Regions from separate parts of the Triticum aestivum genome. Here region 2 is linked to region 1. A link is a contact called in public HiCAR-type data. All regions are on one chromosome and are shown on one strand. Each heading gives the region's core, a stretch centred on a gene start, on an enhancer-like site or on the middle of the called end of the contact. The rest is flanking DNA. Distances are from core to core; before and after follow the strand shown.

What was found. HiCAR-type assays count read pairs that join an accessible place to other places.
Region 2: a HiCAR-type map of leaf shows a contact between it and region 1, with 8 times the contacts expected there. The contact joins the promoter of LOC123099262 here to the promoter of LOC123099260 in region 1. A contact is called at or near these places in 1 of 5 Hi-C or Micro-C datasets (leaf) and 1 of 1 datasets of contacts at active chromatin or transcription factors (leaf).

Annotation. Positions count from the first base shown.
Region 1 is chr4D:516,796,516-516,801,246 of IWGSC CS RefSeq v2.1, reverse strand. LOC123099260 (anthocyanin regulatory R-S protein) reads right to left here and starts at 2,289. Exons shown (of 9, transcript XM_044521436.1): 1 at 2,103-2,289; 2 at 1,850-2,015; 3 at 1,455-1,715; 4 at 218-314; 5 at 108-122. The coding sequence starts at 1,989.
Region 2 is chr4D:517,012,396-517,016,828 of IWGSC CS RefSeq v2.1, reverse strand. LOC123099262 (heat shock 70 kDa protein, mitochondrial) reads left to right here and starts at 1,618. Exons shown (of 6, transcript XM_044521438.1): 1 at 1,618-1,859; 2 at 2,816-2,892; 3 at 2,993-3,071; 4 at 3,292-3,861; 5 at 3,995-4,433. The coding sequence starts at 1,806.

The DNA.
Region 1 (4,731 bases), core at 1,040-3,539:
AAATGTGATCCAGGTTGAGATCAGAGATCTAGAGGGTAAACACGTGATAGATGCATATAAGGAGATCTCGAAGCATGCATGAAGTAATAAAGAAGTAATGTGCTGACCAGAATAGGCGCAGTCTGATTTAACCGTCCGGTAGTGTGGGCAAGCATCATGATGTTAGTTAACGACTGAAAGATGTATACATAGTTTGAGATAAATATGTATAAGATACCTTTGCTAAGAGAGCGCGCTGGAAAGTTTTAGTGTCTGCGTATTGAGCATTGTACAACCAAACATGTTCATTGCTCACAAAGCTCTTGCCTGGCAACCTGAAAGTAACTAGGTAAGTAGGAGTATATTAATTCGCAGGTGCTATTCATTAGACAGTGCCCGAGCTCGCCAACGAGGGCTTGCCAGGACCTTGTCGGAGGCGGGCACTACGAAGTGGCGTTGCCACCGGAAGAGAGGTAGACCTTCAACTGGTTTTGGTTGGGAGGGGGGAGGAAAGCTGAACCAGAGTCATCGGATTTCAAACTAATGGCTCAAAACCTGACTTGAAAGCAGAATAAATTGAAATCCTATTCCTACACAAAGTTCCTACAAAAACTCTTATGATACTAGTTTGTTTGGATCATAATTCCATGATTTAACCAGCTGCTTCCCGATTGAACAAGTACGTAAACTTTATTCCAAAATAAAAGGCAACTAATAAAATGTGGCACCATATTAACTTACACCTCAAGAGCAAAGACTTCAGTAAGAACGCTTTGACTCTACAGTCAAAGTAAGTACAACAGACTAGCTTGACTTGTTTTACTGTATTATGTAATGTTTTGCCGGTTTTTCTTCTTGCTTTAGGTTCGTCGAAGTTTTACACCGTGTAAGAAGAAGAATCCTATCACCGTGTTTTCATGTAGTGTTGTCATGTTTCTCTTTTAGACTGAAGAGTGTACCGTAGTGTTTTACTATATAACTATAAAAATGAATGCAGGAATCTCCAATACATCAAACCATATACGCTAGCTAAATATATCACCCTTTATCGGAAAATAGAGTTAAACTAGCTTGGGCGTAGGTTTTTCTACACCCGGGTGCATTGCACGCATGATGAACAGTAAATATAAAAAGCAAATAGCAAACAAAATCTAAAAAGTCTGAAACTTCGTGGCCTTGATTATGATAAAATGTTTTACGTTCCTTGTAAAATTTGGTCACCAAATGACATCCGAGGAGCTCCTTTCAATAACTAAATAAATTTGTGCTCAAACTTGTGTGCACTATTTGAGCAGAATTTTCGTTTTGTTTGCCACAAGCTCATTTGATTTTATTTGGCTACCAAATTTTGCAAGCACCTAAAATTTTGGTCATAATTGAAGCCACAAAATTTCAAAAGGTTTAGATTATGTTTGCTATCTTTTCTGATTTTACGGTTCATCGTGTGTGAATGTGTATAGTAGTTGCATACGTACCCTTGACCAGGCCGGAATGAGTAAGTCATGCTCAGCGTGTAGTACCACTCGGCTTCCCCGAGATCCTCCGGGGACAGCGAGGCGGCAGGACGCCTCGCCCGGTGGTCCGCCTTGCCGGACAGGAGAGACTCGTAGAGCTCCCTTAGCTGCTCGCTCCTCTGCAGGATGAGGTCGTTTGCGGTAACCTCCGTGGTAGTCGAGCTTATGATCTTCCTCGTCTTTACCTCGCCGTTGTAGAAGCCGTCCTTCCACGTCAGAACTCTACAAAATCAAACCGATAGGTTCTGGATATGAAATGTATAAACTTTTCGAATTTTGCTTCAAGAAAATACCAACTTGTCACCAGCTATATATACATGAATGTACTCCGTACGGATGTATAATTGGTTAATTACCCAGGTGGGCGCTGGCTGGTGGACATGGACCAGAAAATGGTGTAAGTCCAGTTGATGCTCCTCACAGCAGCGGCGAGCTGGTAGCTGAGCTGCTTACCCAGCGGCGGTGCCTGGCCGGCAGGAGCAGCTGATAACGCCATTGATTATCACACTAGCTAGCTGTTTCCTACATATGCATCGGATTGCATGCGGAGTTACTCACAAGGTGAAGGCTAGATGATCGAGCAAACGAATCTGGTTAGACCGTACTTACTTGAGCTGTGTGCAAAGTGCAAACTGCAAACCAAGAAGAGCTAGCAGCCGTACGTTTCTGCTCCCGTTAGAGAGGAAGATATGGATCTGCTATATACTAAAGCAGGCCAAGAATCCAAGGCAGGCTATATAGAATCTGGGAGGTCGGAGCAGCGGGGCAATGACAGAGACACGGACAGCAGAGCACTCCTGGTTACACCAACAACTAGCTAGCAACATACTCTCCATTTAAGGCATTTTATCAAAAACACAGAAACACCATTTTTAGTAAGCCGCGGCAGTGAGAAAACCGTAGCCACCGCGGGTGGTCCATATTAGCCCCAGCTAGCACCTCTTGTTTGCATTGTAAACTTTTCCCCTTAATTTGTCTCTAAGCGCGTATATAGCAACACATGTGATTGCGCGCAGACACAATGCAAAGGTCTTCCATCATGCATGTGATTGTTAGATTATACTACCACTGATTTCAGCACAGCATGGAGCATGCATGAGCAGCCAAACGTGCCCAAATATAATTGCGCTCGGCCGTAGAAGCTAGCAAGGGAAATCAAAGATGAAAACTACGGATTTGTCGGTATGAGCAAGACATTTGCATCGATGATAAGTGCTGGTATGGTGAGTCATAGAAATGAGTGGGTGGTGGGAGCAAAGGACAAAGGGAGCCTTCTAGCGCCGGGGACCTCTCCGCATCACGGCCGTCGACTAGCGCCTTTGCTCTCACCCGAAATGGTTTGATTTGCTCTCGACAGAAACGGAATGCCTTGCCGTCAACAACGAAAAAAATAGCACGCTATTTCGCCGTTATAGCGCGGTTATAGCATATTCGGAAGGGAGACGTTACGTTATGGCAAAATCGGCCGCTACGACGCTAATTGCGTAATTAGCGCGCTACACACGACTATAACGTTGTAGCGTTACACGTTTTAACGTGCAGACCATGCAAAATTTAAACAACCACAGCCCAGCAGGCCCAGCAGGCCAAAACCAACCCACGACCACTACCTTTCTCACTCTTTTTATCTTGAAACTATTTGAGACTTACAATTTTTATGTCCTAGATTTGGCCCTTATGCATATATTGCTTGCTCCTAGCAAAAATTTAGTTGCTTAAATACTTTATTTCTAGATATATTTGAATTTTTTTGCAAATGCTATTTTGAAATATAGCACGCTATAACTTGTGTAGCATTTGGAGAAGGGCCTCGCTATATTTTGTAGCGCGCTATTTTTTTCGTTGCCGTCAACAACAGCTGAGAATCCCATGCACGGACAACAAAGTACATGGGGTAACACTCGTTTGCTGACGATGAAGCTCTTTACTAGGTACGAGTACAGGAAATTTACCGTAAATGATCCATCGGGGACACAGACAAAAAACTATGAGTGTGGGGCACGCACAGGTGGTGTACGACGGATGGGGCCTTGTCATCGCCAAAGAAGCAAGTATCGTCCCGCGCCCTTGTTTTAGATACTGATCCCTCCAAACTTTGACAGCCACAGGAAACGACGTGGCTAAATATTTGAGTGCCATCTCTTGATTTTCACAAAAACGTATATTACTTTGCCTCTTGACTATGCGAGCACGACATCGCTGGCTTGGTCCCTGCCTCTCCCTCTCCCTCAATGTGTGTGTTTGTAATGACAGAGAGAGATGAGTGTGGTGGGACCAAAAGACAAAGAGAGCCTTCTAGCGTGGGATGCCTTGCTCTCACCAGAAATGCTATGATTTCCCAAAGGCAAACAAACTTGGCGTTTATTGGAAATTCCTGAGTCCTTATGGGCCAGATTATTGAACGCAAACTACTATCCTCAGGGTCACCTTCATGATACTGCTTTCCTGAAGTCCGTCTTCGCATCTTGGCAAGGTATCATGCATTGTCTTGAGCTGCTCAAATGTGGAGTTTTCTGGAGGGTCTATGATGGCAATGTTAATATCTAGTGGGATAAATGGCTTGCCAGAACTTCCGGCCTTAGAGTTACCACTAAGAAGAACAGATCCAGGCAAAATTGGGTTTCTGATTTAGTCTTAACACGGACAAGGATATGATACATGAATTTAATTAGGCATTTGTTTTTCCCCGTGTTGCCGAGAAGATCCTTAAGCTTCATATCCCTTCTTCTGGGGAGGGAGATTTTGTGGCTTGGCACTATGAGAAAAGTGGGATTTTTTCTGTTGAAACTTGAAAGTGCCTACAACATTTCTCCAGTGGTTACAAATGTTGGGTGGTTGCCTCCTTCGTCTACTTGTATTAAGATAAAGGTGGATGCCACCTTTTTTGCTACCCTTGGGTTGGCGATTCTGGGTGTGGCTGCCAGAAATTTTTTGGGATTTTATTCCCATTTGCTCCAGCGTGGAAGAAGCAGAGCTTCGTGCTTGCTTGGTGGGCCTCTACATCGATATCACTATTCATAACTATTATTTTGGAAACGGATTTCTCCTCTGTATATTCATTTCTTGCAAATGAATGCCTAGACAGATCGTCGCTCATTGATCTGAAGAACCAAGCGCTGTGATTGACAAAGCTTTTCCAAATTTTGAGTTGATAAAGATCAAACAGCAAGCCAATTTGGTGGTGCATGAGATTGCTAAATTTAGTTTTCATTGTCGTTCTAATGGTATTCTATATGGT
Region 2 (4,433 bases), core at 369-2,868, 220 kb before region 1:
CAAAAAACCATTTGAGGGAAGGTCTTAGAACCTTCTCAAAACTGGTAATTTGGAGGAAACACGAATAGGCTAGACCATATACTAGGCGTTTTGTTAGGGGGAGGCTGTGTTTGATTGCTATTCCCCGACCCATGCGAGGAATAGGACCTGGCCCTAAAATTGGAAGGGTGGTAAAAATACAAGAAAAAAATGTGTACACAAGAATGTGGGAGCTCCTATATGCCGCTCACGCGACAAGTAGTCGCCCTTTCGCACAGGGGGCCCCGGGTGGACTGGCCCATTAGTATCACAAGGAAGCAAGTGGGAAATGCATAGTAGCGCTTGGCAGAGTACTGCAGAGATGGACCGAGCAACTGCAACGCTGGAATAAGGCACTGTTGCAAACACTTTAGAAAATATGAGAACACTTTTTGGCAAGAATTTGGAACATGGTCGGAAAAGCGAACAAATGTTTAAAAATGTGACAATTTTTTATTCATTTTTTCTAAAAATGAACATTTTTGGAATTGAAACATTTTTAAAATTGTGAACAAAATTTGAAATGTTGATCATTTTCGAAACTATGAACATTATTTGGAAAAGATGATTTTTTCGAAATTAAGAACATTTTTTATTAAAACGCGAAGAAATTTTCAAAACTGTGGACATTTTAGGAAAACAGAACATTATATTTCAAAAGCGCAAATACTTTTCAAATTTGTGACCATTTTTAGATAAATTGCGATTTTTTGAAAAAAGGTAAAGAAAAATAAACAACAAAAAGGAAATTCAAAGAACAACAGAGAAAAGAAAACCGAAATGTCTGGTATGTTTTGCTACCTAAAATGGGGCGGCCGAATTAACTCTTCTGCTGCCCTCTCCTTTGCATTTTTGGCGTCAATTTGACTGAAATTATGAATTAAGGGGTAACCCTTTCTAAAGTCACTCCCACCTTCAAGTGCTGCACTGCATATGGGCGACTCGAAGGAACCTAGGAGTTTTTCTTTTTAGTAGATTTTTTTTTCTTTTTGAAATGTGTTATCTCTTGAACCATGTGTCACATAATCACGAATCATTTTCTTGTTGGATTTGTCACATCGAGATATTCGAAATTAGTTTCATGTTAATATGTTTTGATGGATTTTTTGGGCATGAAAAAGCAAAAAGATTTTGTTTTCTATGATAAACTTGGTCAAACATTATGAAGTTTGAGTTGAATCAATTCTAGTATGCAGAGTAAGTGAATAAAAACGGAGGGAGTAAGTGGAAAAACTAATTGAACATTTTTTAATGGAATTGAAACATTTTCCACCTTCCCCTCCTTTGTTTGAGATTTAGATCGGACCTGCTAGACTGTTGATGCATCGAATCGAATAGGGAATTTGCATGCGAGCATCACAACTTTTGGTGTTTGATTTGTGTTTGAGTCTTGATTTATTGATGAATGTGAGAATTGGAAAGGATTAAAGAAAGAGGCAGAAATGGCGAGAGTCCTAAACGGTTTGGGCGGCCCAAGCCTAAGTATATAACGGAGAAAAAAGCGAGTTGACGAGAGGAGACAGGCCTCGGCCCACTCTCTGGCGTGTTCCAGAGCCTTCCACCCTCTCTCTCTCTCTCTCTCTCTCTCTCTCTCTCTAGAGCGGCAACGCTCCCGCCCTCTCTAGACGAAACTGTCGACTCGACTCGACTCTAGAGAGAGAGAGAGAGAGAGAGAGAGTTCCAGAGCATTCCCTGCGGTGCGCACAAAAGCAGAGAGAGAGAGAGAGAGTTCCCAAACCCCAAATCCCCAAAACCCTAGAGAGAGAGAGAGAGAGAGAGAGAGAGAGATGCTGCTCCTCCGCGCCGCGCGCCGCCGAGACCTCGCCTCGCCGCTCGCCACCGTAAGCTCCTTTCCTTTCCTGCGGCGATTTGGTCGAATCGAATCGAGGAGGCTTCTCTGTCGGATTTTGCAAACTGCTTAGGTTTCCATTTCGCCTAGTAGCATTCATGCCTTTTTACCCCTCTGAAAAAAATATAGTGTATTAGTCTGTCTCCTAGTAGAATCATGGCTCTGCTGTGTATACATACATACTACTGCGCCTAGGTAGGTAGGTAGGTAGAGGTGACTCATTTTGTTGCTCCTGTATATTTTATATGTAGTACTGCTTACTGAATGAATGAATGATGTGCATCTTTCTTCAGTTTGATTGAAAATGTCCCCCTTTTCGTGATAAAATGCTGTGATTCTGTGTTTACATTGTCTCCTAATAGAATAGAATGTTTTAGGGCTTAATTGATCAATCTGTCAATGCTGTGCTTACATTGTCTCCTACAGTAGAATTATTACGGCCCTGCTCTCTACTAGTGCTGTAGAGGTGAGTCTGTGTTTTGTTCTACACATGATGATGCAAGCAGTTATGGACTGCTGTTTCTTTCATATCTACTGCCATCATATAAAATGCCATGTGCTAGCATGCCTTGTTGCCTCCCTGAAAAAAGCATGTCCGTAAGCGTCCAGGATTACTATGTTTCTGTATGTATTGCTGTAGAGGTGACTGAATTTGTTCTGTACATGCAAGTGTGGACTTCTAGGAATGATTGTGCGTACTATTATCATGTGCCATGTTCCTTATTAGCAAACCATCATTGACTTGGAACAATTTTTCATGCAAATGAGCGGGTTAATCAGGGGTTAGAGTATCGTATTTTCACTAATATGCATCTTTCTTCCGGTTGGGAAGTGTTCCCTTTGGTTGTTTGTGCACAGGATAGATCTGCCCACCAAGACACCAAACTGTTTTAGGGCTTCATATTGTCAATGATGTGGCTTCCTGATTATTGATTGTTTACATTTCAGCTGACCGCCAACGTCCAATCAACATATGCTGCTGCAAATGTGTGCTCCAGATGGGGTACTTTTGCAAGAGCTTTCAGGTAACAACCTTCTTGTTTTGGTTTATACAGTATAAAACTTGGCGAAGATCGTTGCAGCGTGCATATCTAACTAACTCGTCTCTGTGCTTTTGTTCCTCAGTGCAAAGCCAATTGGAAATGAGGTTATTGGAATTGATTTGGGAACGACCAACTCATGTGTCGCGGTTATGGAGGGAAAGGTGTGTCGTGTGGCCCCAGCATACTATACTCTCTCTGCACATACTCCCTCCGTTCGGAATTACTCGTCCAAGAAATGAATGTACCTAGATGTATTATAGTTGTAGATACATCCATTTTTATGACAAGTAATTCCGAACGGAGGGAGTACATGTTTTGTTCTCTGCTAGTTTCCTCCTGTTTTAAATGGTCTGAGCAATTAAAACCTCTCTCTAAATGCAGAATGCAAAGGTGATTGAGAATTCAGAAGGCGCCAGGACTACACCGTCAGTTGTTGCTTTTTCTCCGAAAGGAGAGCTACTCGTGGGAATTCCAGCCAAGCGGCAAGCAGTGACCAACCCACAGAACACCTTCTTTGGCACAAAGCGTATGATTGGGCGTCGCTTTGATGACCCACAAACACAGAAGGAGATGAACATGGTACCATATAAGATTGTGAAGGCTCCCAATGGAGACGCTTGGGTTGAAACCACAGATGGCAAGCAGTACTCGCCGAGCCAGATTGGTGGGTTTGTGCTGACCAAGATGAAGGAGACAGCTGAAGCTTACCTTGGCAAATCTATTTCCAAGGCTGTCATTACAGTTCCAGCTTACTTCAATGATGCTCAGAGGCAGGCCACCAAGGATGCCGGCCGTATTGCTGGACTTGACGTCCAAAGGATCATCAATGAACCAACTGCTGCTGCTCTGTCTTACGGAACAAACAACAAGGAGGGCCTGATTGCTGTATTTGACCTTGGAGGAGGAACCTTTGATGTCTCGATTCTAGAGATCTCCAATGGAGTGTTTGAGGTCAGTGTTTGTTGTAACTTGTCTCTTTCTTACTAGTAGTTTACTTCAGTAAGGAAATTAATTAAGTTGGTATATAAAATAGTGCTTCGTTTCCATCGCTGATATATTGATTGATTACGTTCTTGATTGTCAGGTCAAAGCAACAAACGGCGATACTTTCCTGGGTGGAGAAGACTTTGACAATACTCTGTTGGGGTTCTTAGTGAGCGAGTACAAAAACACTGAAAATATTGATCTGTCAAAGGATAGATTGGCCCTGCAGAGACTGCGTGAAGCAGCTGAGAAGGCGAAAATCGAGCTCTCCTCAACTACCCAGACTGAAATCAATCTTCCCTTCATCACTGCTGATGCCAGTGGAGCAAAACATCTGAACATCACACTGACAAGATCAAAATTTGAGTCTCTGGTGAATGGTCTGATTGAGAGGACCAGAGAGCCATGCAAGAGCTGCTTGAAGGATGCCGGCATAACCACCAAGGATGTTGATGAGGTCCTCCTCGTCGGTGGAATGACAAGGGTTCCAAAAGTGCAGGAGATAGTCTCTGAGATCTTTGGCAAGGCCCCCAGCAAAG